Linked DNA regions of Mus musculus: regions 1 and 3 are each linked to region 2. Evidence: chromatin contacts called from public HiChIP or PLAC-seq and promoter capture Hi-C data. All regions are on one chromosome and are shown on one strand. Each heading gives the region's core, a stretch centred on a gene start, on an enhancer-like site or on the middle of the called end of the contact. The rest is flanking DNA. Distances are from core to core; before and after follow the strand shown.

What was found. Promoter capture Hi-C pulls out the DNA fragments that hold promoters and counts their contacts. HiChIP or PLAC-seq counts read pairs in DNA pulled down with a chosen protein or histone mark.
Region 1: a contact with region 2 is called in an H3K4me3 HiChIP or PLAC-seq map of bone marrow-derived macrophages, with 7 times the contacts expected there. The contact joins the promoter of Stau1 here to the promoter of Ncoa3 in region 2. A contact is called at or near these places in 2 of 39 promoter capture datasets (liver and pre-B cells), 3 of 115 datasets of contacts at active chromatin or transcription factors (astrocytes, bone marrow-derived macrophages and pancreatic cancer cells) and 1 of 9 other capture datasets (liver).
Region 3: a contact with region 2 is called in a promoter capture Hi-C map of pre-B cells, with 3 times the contacts expected there. The contact joins the promoter of Ube2v1 here to the promoter of Ncoa3 in region 2. A contact is called at or near these places in 1 of 39 promoter capture datasets (pre-B cells), 1 of 115 datasets of contacts at active chromatin or transcription factors (microglia) and 1 of 9 other capture datasets (adipose tissue).

The regions. Positions count from the first base shown.
Region 1 is chr2:166,994,189-166,998,339 of GRCm38.p6, forward strand. It overlaps Stau1 (staufen double-stranded RNA binding protein 1), which reads right to left and starts at 2,111. Exons shown (of 12, transcript NM_001109906.2): 1 at 1,846-2,111.
Region 2 is chr2:165,989,945-165,994,312 of GRCm38.p6, forward strand. Ncoa3 (nuclear receptor coactivator 3) reads left to right here and starts at 2,693. Exons shown (of 23, transcript NM_008679.3): 1 at 2,693-2,814. It overlaps LOC115489489 (soluble scavenger receptor cysteine-rich domain-containing protein SSC5D-like), which reads right to left and starts at 3,837. Exons shown (of 2, transcript XM_030252296.1): 1 at 2,396-3,837. The coding sequence starts at 3,750. The coding sequence ends at 2,659.
Region 3 is chr2:167,630,061-167,634,364 of GRCm38.p6, forward strand. It overlaps Ube2v1 (ubiquitin-conjugating enzyme E2 variant 1), which reads right to left and starts at 1,945. Exons shown (of 4, transcript NM_023230.2): 1 at 1,880-1,945. The coding sequence starts at 1,901. It overlaps Gm31852 (a long non-coding RNA gene), which reads left to right and starts at 2,414. Exons shown (of 3, transcript XR_375265.4): 1 at 2,414-2,773; 2 at 3,076-3,194.

The DNA.
Region 1 (4,151 bases), core at 861-3,360, 1.0 Mb after region 2:
CTGAGGTGTGACTCTTGTAAATCTGCTCCTGTGTGAGCTGCACATCTTTAAGGAGGGGGATGCCTATGACACTAAGCACAGATTTAAAAAAAAAAAAATTTTTTTTTTGAGGTATTGAGATGGCTCTGTATGTCAAGTCTTTCAGCAAGGAACCTGGCAACCTACTGAATCTCACAAGTTGTGCTCTGACTTCCACAACAGCTGCTGCTGATATAATGCTCAAAAATAAAATGGTAGCACGCACGTTTAATCCCAGCACTTGGGAGGCAGAGGCAGGCGGATTTCTGAGTTTGAGGCCAGCCTGGTCTACAGAGTGAGTTCCAGGACAGCCAGGGCTATACAGAGAAACCCTGTCTGGAAAAAACAAAAAATAAAAAAATAAAAAATAAATTAAAAAAAAGTTACTTAATCTTACTAAAGAAAATCAAGGCTGAGTCAGAATAAAGACAGTCTCCTAAAAGTTCACTAGAATGGCCAAGACTTCTTCCTCCACACTCCCCAAATGTATTTTTAGTTTTTGCTTCAACAAGTAGTGATGTAATTTACATTTGGTAAGTACAAATCCCTGAAAGATCAAAATCCCAGTTTAAATCTCTTCCAACACTTCCAATTCTCAAGAATTACCGCTACTCAGCCTGGTCTACAGCACAAGCTTCTTCTTCCAGGAGAGCCAGGACTGTGCCGAGAAACCACGTCTCAAGCAAGCAAGCAAGCAAGCAAGCAAACAGAATTATTACAGCTACAAGCAATTGAAAACAGTGACCTTAAAAAAGGCATACAATACAATGGGCAAAACGCAAAACGGAACAAAATAAAAGCTTCGCCCATAAGTAGGGAGGTGAGGCCAGAGCTTAAGAGAAACTGATAACTAGGGAGGGCCTCAGCTAAAGAAAGTTAAGAGCTACAGATGCGAACCAGGAAACCACGGTTTTCGAATCTTTGCATACTCCACCTCCAGAGCCTGACACACAAGAAGGCTCCAAAAAGGTCTGCTAAACCCAAGAGAAGCTTATGCCAGCAACTTTCTCATAAAAAGGAATGGCAATAAGGTTCTGGATGGTGGCAGGGAGACATGGGACAGGGTGCGGAGCCTAGGGGAGCCGGTGAAGTCCCTACAGCTGGTTTCACAGACATGATGATGGCTTTACATCCATACCCTGTCTGCTACAGTGTCCCCATTAAGCGCCCGCCCCTCTCTGGTGCCAAGCGAGCACAATGCTCAGGCACTGCCAGTGGGCACGCGGGATTCTTCTGCCTCGGAGAAAACCCTAGTGGAAAGGAAGGTCAACTTATGTTCCGTCTGCACCCTAAATTATACCTTCATATCATCTTAATAAATTATGCAAACGGCTTATTGGGACACGACGTGGGTCTGGCACACTGATAAGCACTTTACACGCCCCATTTCACTGCACAACTTCACAGCCTGAAGAGGCAGGGACCGGGTTGGGACAGGATTAATACTATTCCCCCTCCTTCTCCCCCTCATAACAGAGACACAAAGAATACGAAGTGACTGACGAAGGGGGCCGAGCCGGGAATTGGCACCTCATCCCGCGGCTCGGCACTGGCCGCGACACTGTGCATAGCACCGAAACCCGGGGGGCCTCCGGACCGACGCTGCCCCTGCCCGCCCGCGCCCCCCGCGTTAACTCCGGCACAGGGCCCACGAGCGGCGCGGAGGGCCCGCCTCCTCCGGGAAGGCCCCGCAGGCGGAGACGGGCCTGGGCCGCGGCTCGCGCGCCCGCAAGGCCTAGCCCACCCGCCGCCCACCTCCCGCTGACGCCGTGCCTGCGTGGGTCCTTCCGCGACCCGCTCCGACCCGGCCCGGACCGGCCGCCTTACCTGGCTGCTTCCCCAGAGCTCGTCCCGGGGCCGGCGGTCTTGGGCGGCGGCGAGGAGGTGAAGAAGCAAGTGAAGACGGCGAGGAAAAAGGGACCGACCAGAGGAGGGAAGAGGCGGAGTGGCGGAGGCGAAGGCGGGCGCCGCCAGGCCGGGGCTCAGAAGAAGGGGGAGCGCACACAGACGCGACGACAGCCAGCGCAAACGCTGAAGAGCGGCTCGGGGCCCGCAGCCTGGCAGGAAGTGACGGGGGAGGGGCCGCGCCCGCCCCCGGCCCCCGCCCGCCTCCATGCCGGCCCCACCCCCTACACACCGCGGCAGGAACCACAAGTCCCAGCGGGCGCCGCGTCCCGCATGCGCTCTCTAGGCACGCAAGGCCCACAAGGGCCGGGCACGGCTGCGCTGGGTCCGAGGCATGTTGGGAGTTGTAGTTTCCCAGGAGCTCGGTCTCGGCAGGGAATACAGGCCTCGCTTCCTTTCTTTTCTAGGCTTTCTGTTCCCTTCCTACAGTCACCCCTTTTTCCCTACGCTAACTTTTGTTAACCTGCTGCTGCGTGCAAGACCGAAAGCTGAGAATACAGTGAGAATGCACAAGTCCCTGCCCTTATGGAGTTTACTGGGGAAGTCAGAGTAAATGAAGTCTGAGCCGAAAACAGACAAGCACAAGTGCTGTCTGGTTCCTTTCCCGCAGCTCTAAACTGAGTGTGGTTCTGTGGACAAGAGGCTGGTGTGGGCTTGTTTAGTGTAGTCCTGGGGATTGAAGCAAACTTCTACCGCTCAGCTCCATCTTCACTAGTCTTATAGCTTGGGTTTTCTTGCCTTGGTGTTTTGAGTTCAGGCATCCACGGAGTCCAGTGCTGGCGTTGCCTGCCTGGTGTAGGAGTTTCAGGCAGTTGTGAGGTAGATCCTCTTCAAGTGTTCTTAACTGTTAGCCACCTATCTCTCCAGCCCTATAGCAACCCTTTTATGTAGCAACCCTTTTATGTAGCGGGGGAGACAGGTCTTTAGAATTAGATGGGGTCCTTACCGGAGGTTGTGGGAGCTGAGTCGCTGGCATCCTCTGGGCTTTTTTTTTTTTTAAGATTTATTTATTATTATTTGTAAGTACATTGTGAAGAGGGCATCAGATCTCATTATGGATGGTTGTGAGCCACCATGTGGTTGCTGGGAATTGAACTCAGGACCTTTAGAAGAGCAGTCAGTGCTCTTAACCGCTGAGCCATCTCTGTAGCCCCCCTCTGGGCTTATTTTAAGTGGTGCCTGTGGTTGATGCACCTAGGTAAACATCATAGCTAGATACCCAAGACTCCGGGTTCCATCCCTACCCCAAAAGGGGAAAAAAAAAAAAACCTAGCCAGTTGGTGGTGTCTGGAAACACAAACAAACAAACAAATAAATAAATAAAAATAGCATGCCTAACAGCCCAGTCTCCTTGCCAAGGCACTGTGGCTGACTTTGCATGAATTCATGATGACGTCTGCTGTAGCTAAAAAGACCCTCCTCTGACTTGCAGAGACACTGGGGGGCGCCTTTATCTGAATTAAGTCTTCTTAGTTTGCTTTTTGTAAAACCCAGTGACACTGAGTTCCAGAACCAGCCGTTCCTTCCAGTTCCCAGCCAACTCCGCTAAGTAAGCAACACATAGGCAGTTAGGGCAGTGAAGATGCCCACCGGGTAAAATGTGCGTATTTACGCACAAAATAATCAATTTTGGTGGGTTTGGGGTTTTTTTTGTTTGTTTGTTTTTTGTTTTTTGGGTTTTGTTTTGTTTGAAATGGGGTCTTACTATTTAGCTCTGGCTGGCCTCAAATTTGGAGAGATCAGAATACCTCTGCCTCCTGGGTGCTGGAATTAAAGGTGTGTGCCACCACCACACGGCCAGCTTAAATTAATGAACTCTCCCACCCCAGTTTCACTGTGTAGCCCTGGCTCTCCTGGAACTCCCTCTGTATACCACACTGGCTTCAAACTCACAGAGATCCTCCTGCCTCTGCCTCCGGAGTGCTAGGACTAAAGGTGCGTGCCACCATCCCCCCAGCATAGATTGTATTCTTTAATTTTGGTTTGTTTGCACAAAGTTTTGCTATGCTGCCCAAGCTGGCCTCTGCCTCTGGAGCAGTGGTTCTCAGCCTTCCTAACACAGTGGTGCTTTAACACAGTTCCTCATGCTGTGGTGACCCCAACCATAAAATTATTTGTGTTGTTACTTCACAACTGTAATTTTGCTACTGTTGTGAACCATGATGTAAATATCTGATATCCCACCCCTGTGAAAGGGTTGTTTGGCCCCAAAGGGACTGAGACCCACA
Region 2 (4,368 bases), core at 1,443-3,942:
GCCCCCACATGCCCTTGCCACCATCCAGCACTTTTTTTTCCCTTTGAGACATTTGAGAGTAAATTGTAGGGAAGCCCACCAGCTTATAGAATTATGATCACCTTTATTTTCTGGAGGAGGGTGGGGCATGACATGGTACAGGATGGAAGATAGCTTTCGGGGGATTTGGTTCTCTCCTTCTGTTCTGAGACCTCACTCTTCAGGCCTGATGGCAAGGGACTATATCTGCTGACCCATGTGCTGGCCTTCTGTGATGGTTTTATATTTCATCTCAGTCAAGTGATCGACAAGTTGTATTCCTTAGGTTTTTAAAAGTCACCCTGGTGGTCTGTTCTTTACATCTACAACATGGAATGTGGCCAGTAGAATACATTCCTTTTTGGAATTTGAACTAGTTTTTCTCTCTTCCTCCCTTTCTCCCTCCATCTTTCTTCCTTCCAGTAGGCTCTTATTGGGTGGCCCTGCATGCCTGGCCCCGTCCTCTTGACAATCCTGTTGCCTCAGCCTCCTGAGTCCTGGGATTGCAGGATACCATGTGTAGGCTGGCCTGGGATTTCAGACATAGTGGAGGATAACCTTTGTCCTTTTACCTCCTAAATGGAAGGATTACAGGTGTGTCCTACCAGGCCTAGCTCTGGTGCTAATCTTGTTGGTGATGTAAGCACTGGGGCCCTCAAAGGACAGGGACGTACAAGAAGGCTGTGTGCAGGGCTGGCAGCTGCTGTTGGGTCTTGCCTGGGACCTCAGCCTCTGTCAACTGGTGCTTCCTTTCCCTCTGGATTCTCATAGAGCTAGAGTTGGGGCCAGGAAGGAGGAAGTAGGAGCTGGCAGCATTCTCAAGCTCTAGGCCTGTGACTTGTGTTTCCTTGGGGCAACAGTCTTAGAACCAAGCCTAATTCGAAGAAGGGACACAAGTCAATCCCTTCATGGAGGAGTGGTCTGGGCAAACAGGGAAGGATGAAGGATGAAGGCAGCATCTTCGCTGATTATCTACCTGAGCAAGTCAATCAGCTACTTTAAATTTTGGCTCTAGCACCGGCCAGATGCTGTTGCAGGGTCACCTGCTTACCCCACCCAAAGCAGCGGCATGTCTGCCTTCTTTTTGGATCTTTTACTGAAACAATTGAATTATTTTTTTACTGTTCATATCTGTTATGCTCTCAACATATACATATATAAAGATTATGTATATGTCTGAATATGGATAAAATTTTAGTACAGTACTGTGCTTGAATCAGTAATTATTTATTTTAATGTACTTTTGTTACATTTAGAATTATTATTACTATTTTTAGTTTTAAGATTAGATTTCTCTATGTAGCCCTGGATGGCCTGGAACTCAGAGATCCACTTGCCTCTGCCTTCTGAGTACAGGGATTAAGGGTGTGCACCACCACACCAGGTTTGGGACTTGGCTGCTGTGGGAATAACTCCAAGGGTAAACAGTGGACACTTGCAGAACAGTAAAGTAGTGCAGGTGGGAAATCCTTGAGGTGACAGCAGAACCTCAGGATAGGGTTAGTCTTATTCACACTGAAGACATTTTATACAGTTGTGTCCCAAGACGTCCTCTATTTTTTCCCATTAACTCCAAATTCCTTTACAAGTTCTTTTTACCTAAGAACTATCCATAAACCGGGGTTGCTAGTGCATGCCTTTAATCCAGCACTAGGGAGGCAGAGGCAGCCAGGTTTCTAAACTGGAGTCTAGCCTGGCCTACATTTATTGAATTTAACTTTGGCCTTATTTATTTTGGTCAGACTCCCCTCACCCCCATCCCCAACTTGGCTTTAAATCCCTGCTTTGAAGGAGGACTTTGAGTTTTTGTTTCTTCTGTTTCTGCCCCGGAGCCATGGGGTCACTGGGATTGCCTTCACTTGCTACCATCGGTTTTCTTGGAGGAGAGGCTGGTTCTGTAGAATGCTGCACATTCTGCGCTTTAATTTTTTAAAAAATTATTTATTTATTTATTTTCCTATTCCGTTAGATTCAGGTCACTTAACTTGGTAGTTTTCTGCTTTCTGCACTGCATCCTATCGGGGACATGGCGTGACAGTTTGAGTCACCTTTGGTGGCACCGAGTTTAAGATGTTCTTGGTTAAGGTGCTGTCTCTCAGTAATTCCCACTGTAAAGCAAGCTGTTCTCTGGTTTAAATCACAATACGCAGAGACCAAACCTGAGGACCAACACCTTGTGAGCCAAAACCTTTTTTTTTCCTTCGAGACAGGGTTTCTGTATAGCCCTGGCTGTCCTGGAACTCACTTTGTAGATCAGGCTGGCCTCGAACTCAGAAATCCGCCTGCCTCTGCCTCCTGAGTGCTGGGATTAAAGGCGTGTGCCATCACCGCAAGGCCCGAAACCTTTTCAAGTCAGTGACTTAGCAGGGCTCCTGACCTCGGGCCTCAGTTTGCTCCTCTGAAAAGTAAGGACAACGCCCCCTCAGCTACTGGTCTTGTGGGACGGTGCTTGGCGCACAATGAACACTCCATTGAAGTCAGGAATTCCAGGATGGAGACAGGCAAACGGGAAAACGAACCCAGAACGTCCTCTTCACCTCCAGCGGCTGGGTGAGCTGAGGGGAACCCAGGCCTCGCGGCCACGCCCCCTGCCTCGCGCACGGCCCCCTGGGACCCGTAGTGCTGGGCGTGGCCGCGGGACTACAAATCCCGGCGGCCCCCGCGCCGCGGCTTCAGCGGCGGCTGCCTCAGCTCCTCAGAGCGCCGGCGGCGGCCTCGGCGGAGTCGGTGTCGGCGGCCGGGGCTGAGCTGTGAGTTTCCGATCGAGAACAGCGTTGGGGAAGATGGCGGCGAGCGGTGAGTGGAGAGAAAGGCAGTGGCGAGCGGCGGGCGAGGCCGGCGGCATGGCCTGAGGCGGGGGTCCTGGGGTCGCCAGTAACGCGCGGCGCAGGCGACAGGGATCGCGCGGGCGGCGCTGGGCTCCGGGGCCCGTGCAGGGTCGCGAGGAGTTCGCGGCCGCGGCCTCTGCTTGCCGCTGGGGCTCCCCCCGCCGAATCTCGGGTCGGAGAAGCTCAGCCGAGTCTCCTCTTCCCGCCGGCGCCGCCCGGCGGAGCGGACACGGGCGGCTCCTCCGGCCGAAGCTGCGGCTCCGCTGCGAGCGGGCGCGGCGGACACGGAGTGTGCGGTGCCCGCGGGGTGTGTGCGGGGTGAGAGTGGGGTCTGTGGCGTGTGCGGGGTGTGTGGCATGGATGTGGGGGTCTGCGGGTTGTGCCAGGTGTGTTGGGTGGCCCCGGAGTCCGCCAGGTGTGTGGGGTGGATGCAGGCTGCGTGTGGGGGTCTGCAGGGTGGATGCTGGGCGAGGGAGCTGAGTGCGGTGTGCGAGGTGTGTGCTGGTGTGTGCCGGGTGAGTGGAGGTGCGAGGGGTGAGTGCAAGGTCTGCGGTCTGTGCGGGGCGAGGACCGGGTGGATGCGGGGTCCGCGATGTCTCCAGGGTGGATGCTTGGCGGATGAGGAGTCCGAGGTGTGTGTAGCGTGGATGCAGGGTCGGCCGTCTGTATGGGATGAGTGTGGGGTCTCTCCCTCTCTGTGCGGCGTGGATAGGGGCTCTGCCGTCTTGTGTCGGCTATCATCGAGGTCGCTTTCATCTTCTGAAATTCCCAGTCTAGGTTCGTTCATTGATTCTGTTTGCAGTAGTTTAAATGAAGTGGGAGGCAGTGCTACTTCCCTAGGCAGCTTGAGGGTGGCTAGGGTGGAAAAGTTAAGCAGGAGAGCAGCTCGGAGAGGCCAGAGCATCGTAGGCCCGCGGAGCAGGAGCCTAGGACTCCACACTGTATGACACTGGAAGGTTGGAAAGTGTCTTTAAGTCGAGAAACTTTTTCCCCCTCCCAAATGCGAAGACTTCCTTTTTTTTTTTTTTTGGTTGCAGTTTCTGAGTAGCGCTTCAAAGCCAACTTGTTTTTGTAATTAAGCTTGTGAGGTTAAAAACCAGGAAGGCGAGTCAGTCCCCTGTCTGCTGAAGGGCTAGGTGGACGAATAAGATGAGAGGTCCTGTATCAGGGTTTCTGGACTGAGATTTAAATGTCGGGGACCCTCGGCTTGGTTGACAGATCTCTGCTGCGCCAAAGCCTCAGCATTTGTTCCTGCAGGTTGTTGCAGAAATGAGTTGCTGGAGCTAAGGGTGCATGCATTCAGATCTTCAGCAGATACGGCTGTGGACTAACAGGGCAGTGCAAACCTCTGAGTTTGTGAGCCGTTTGTTCTTTTAAAACCTTAAATGGTTATCAAGTATTCAGAATAGGTTTTTTCCACATCGGATACCCAACTGAAAAGGTCTGAAAATACTGAAAAAGGAATCTCTTCCACTAGAAACCCTGTCTGTGGCAATGACTGTTAGCATTTCTTGCAGTAAGT
Region 3 (4,304 bases), core at 695-3,194, 1.6 Mb after region 2:
CCTTCTGTCTGGTTTGAATGAAACCTAAAGACAGTGCTCTGTCTACCTTGTCTGCTACTAGTAACAGGACACAAGAGGCCCCAGGAACCATCTGTGGACTAGACAGGCGCTGAGGAACGCCTGTTTCTGGGTTCCCTAAAGCCTTCCTATGCTATCTAAGCTGTGCTATGTGCGCTTCCTTCTTTTCATGGAGCTAGGGATGGAATCCAGGGCCTCCGACTTGCTGGTCAGATCACTCTAGCACTGAGCCTCACCCAGCCCAAACTCTTCTGGATTCTGTACACAGCAGCTGCTGCTGAGCTGCTGTTTCTATCTGCACTCCTGAGGCACGGGCAGGGCCTCAGAAGTTAGAAGTGGCTGTCAAACCGGATCCTGAGATGTCCTAAAGCAAGGACAAGCAGTGCTGACTGGTAGGGCCACCCCAGTACTGGCTGCCTGGCACCTCTCTGCGAGATACCCTGCATCCCACCCCAGTACAGCCTGTGGCAGACTGGGTCTTCCCAAGTGCCCACCGCCATGTGTTTGTCAGGAAATGGACTGACTTGGCTCCGCAGTCTTCTCCAGGACACACCAGGCACTGTGTGGTGGGTCACTGCAGGCAGCACCTCTCTGCTTCCCACCCCACAACATCTCCTCTGGTGGCCTCACAGCCCCAAAACACCAGTGCCTAGGCTGGTGGCCTGTCCTTACCCCTTGCTCACCTCCACCAACAGACTCCCGAGGATATAGCCCCACACCAGAAGGGAGCACCCACTCTCTCCTGAATCCTTCATTGGAAAAGCAGACTCCCATGCCTTCCCAGACCCCGGGGGATCTCCTTCACCAAACCCACTCCACCTTCTCTAGCCTGCCAGAGTCCATGGCTCATAATCAAGTACAGGTTGCCGGTTCTAAGGCAGCAGACCCTTCGGGTCTCCCCATCTGGCCTTCTCTTCTTAGCCCATCAGAGACCGACAAGAGCTTCTCCCCTAAGAGCATCCCCTTTACCCTCTTGCTATCCCTTCCATTTGATCCAAGGGCTCTCATTTCACTGCTCCTCTCCTACCCATCCAGATAATGGAGAGTTTCTGAGTTGAACCCACATATTTTCCCCCAATTCGCAGAAGGATTAGGAGTGACAGGCACTTCCTCCATCCGCTCCCCGCAGGAAGAGGTTTTTCTTCTCTAAAAGCAGCATCTGCGGGACTGCACCCCATCCCATTCTCCCCACTGCAGGAGCCTTCCCAATGGCGACACGCCCCAACAGACCCCACCCCACCCCCCGACACACACACCAGGGCTTCCTAGGCACCTGCTCGTGCCCATCCAACGCGGCGCTCGGCTCCCAGCGCGCCTTCTGAAACCTATCCCTGGTCTCTGCAACCCAGGCCTGCTCCCACGGCAGAACGCCCGGGCTCAGCCCGTGCAGGTGCCCGGATTTCCCTGGGAAGCGACCACCACGATGAGAGCAGCCCCGACCCTAAATTGACGCGGGGCCCCGGCGGCCTCGCCTGCGGCCCGCGAGGCTCCGTGCGTGTTCCCTAGGGTTGCGCCCGCGTACCCCCGCCGGGCATTCCCGGCTCCCAGTCGCCCGGGCCAGCTCCCAGCGGGACCTCGCCCGGGCATTCCCGAGCACACTCGGCCCCTCTGCCGGCCTCTCCCCCACCCCCCGCCCCCCGGAGGCGCCCGAGCCTCCGGCTTGGCCGCACCGCCCACGGCCCGGCTGCCCCCGCCCGGGCTTCCGGCCGCCGCCTGATGGTCCCAGGCCCGGCCGAGCAGCCAAACGCAGCCGCAGGGACAGCGCGGAGCCCTGTCCCGGCCACCATGGCCTCCGCTAGACCGGGACCAAGCCCAGGGAGCCCGCGCCCCGTCCGCCAGCACGCCCGGCGCCCCCGCTCACCCGAGCCTGTGGTGGCTGCCATCTTGCGTCGCTGTCGCTCGAAGGCCGGCCCCTTCTTCACCCCCCCTTGAGTTTTTCTCCGGGCGCTAGTGCGCAGGCGCAGGTGTAGGCGCAGCCGCAAACGGTGCCGCTGACGCCCGCTCGGGGTCGCAGGAGCCGGGCGGGAAGGGCTTTGCCCGAGTCTTCAGTGAGCGAGCATGAGGGCGGGGCAACCTGCAAGCCCCGCCCAGCCCGAGCGCGGGGGAGGCGTGCAGGTGCTCGGCTCGAGGGCCCCGGGGTGACCGTGCGCTTCCGGGAGAATAGAATGGGGGGGAAGGGCTGTGGAGCCCCGCGCCTGTTCCCAGGCTGTTTCCGTCCCCCTGTGTCCTCACCACGTAGCGAAAATGAAACCGCGAGAGATGAAGTTCAACTCAACTGCTAAGTAGCTGAGTCAGAATTTGACCCCAAGCCAGATGATCTTTGTTATGGGGTATATGGAGAAAAATAACACCGAAAGGCCTGAATGCGTCAAATTGTGGGCCAGTACAATCTTGTTTCCGGCACTGTTGCTGTTCTGGGGCCTGAAGCATGTAGGGACAAGGTGCAGCTAGGGGCTTGAGAACCACCAACCTTGAGACATGCATTCTGCTTGTTTGTTTGTTTGTTTGTTTGTTTAGGGGTTTTGTTCGAGACATGCTCTCAACTCAGCTGTCCAAGAGCCCACTATACAGAGGATGACCTTGGCTGTCTGATTCTTCGGCTTCTGCCTCATGCTGGGGTTGCAGGCTTGTGTTTTAGAGTTCTTCTTAGAGATGGAATTATGTGGGAGAACTGTGCTTGGTGCCGGACATGGCAATGTCTCCACGAAATGAGATTCTCTTCTCAATTGCTACATTCTAGTTGGACAGAGAACAAGTAAGCCAATATAAATAGATAAATATACATTTTACCTATGATAAGATAGGGGACAAACCTATAAAGGGCACCAGGAAGAATCAGAAAAGGCCTCCTGCAAAGGTCTGAAGACACTTGTCTGCATATAGAGTAAACCCATCACAAAGCCACCTTTGATGTGAAACCCTTAAGGGGACTTGGAAATCGAGGATGAAGTAGCCAGATAGGCTGCAGATTATACTGCTAAGAGGGACAGCAGAGGGGCAAGGAAGCTGGAGACATTCCTGGAACATTCCATTTGTCATCTGTTTGGTGTATTCTAGGTAGCTCCACTGCATTTCCTCTTGAGGAAGTACGTGGTAAGCTCAGAACTACCGTCCTGCAGAAGATGCACACCAGCCTAGGAGTCTGTCCCACAGAACAGAGGGAACCAGGTCTCTAGGTAAACTGGGAAGGGTGAGTGCACAATACACTGAGGCTCTGCTCCCGGGGCTGGGGCTATGCTGGGGGCCGTGACGTGTCTGTGGCCTTGTATTTATGAAGGCTTTCCCTGTTTCCCAATATTGTACCTGCTTGCCGAAGTGTCTGCAGGTTTGAGTCCACAATACTACGACAGCCTCACTCTAGCCTTGACCTTATGACACATGCAGGGCCTCTCTAGCGTGTCTCTGCCTCTTCTCGAGGCTGCTGGAACCTCACATGGTCTCCCTGTCCTCAGAGCCTTTGGGCTCTCCTATTGTAATCGTCTCTGGAGGCTCTTGAGATGCCAGGAGTTCCAGCTGCTTGCCATATAGCTTGCCTTTGCTTCACATGTCACATGACACAAAGCGTCCTTTGGACGCACAGACAACATTCGCTCCGGGTTTCGAGCCACTCTAAAGCACTGGGACCTAGAGCAAGCATTTGTCTCTGGAGGCTGACTCACTTCAGAAGTGAGAGTCTCTAGATTTGGGTCTTCATTGTGAATCTTTTTGGGTGGCTTCTGCTGAGAGGTTTGTAAAGATAGCACCCCTGTAATTGCAGCAGTAGGGAGGCTGAGGCTGGAGGCTGGAGAGTTGGGGCCTGCCTAGAATACATGGTCAAGACGCTGACTCTAACAACAAAGTACACCCCCAGAGGTTTGAAGCACCTAGTATCTGGTTCAACATTCTGAAAAGGGGCTAGTCTCACTCTATGCTTTGATAAATACCCTGGACGATGAGAGGATGCGGGTGCGGCAGGAAATCTGGCATTTGCTAAGCCACGTATAAATGCCAGGCACTGCTAAGAATGGTTCCATTTTAAAGATGAGGAAAAGGAGGCTGGGGGCTCGAGAGATGTCTCGACAGTTTCAAGCATTTATTGCTCTTGCTAAGCACCCAGGTTCAATTCCCAGCACCGATACAACTGCTGTTCTGACCTCTTAGACATCAGGCACGCATGTATCCATGCGTACAGCAAACCTTCATAAACATAGCAGTAAAAAAAAAAAAATCTTTGATAGGAAATTCCAGGCCAGGGCGAAGGAAGGATTCTGTCTCAGAAAAGACAGGAAAGGAAGGTGAGAAAACAG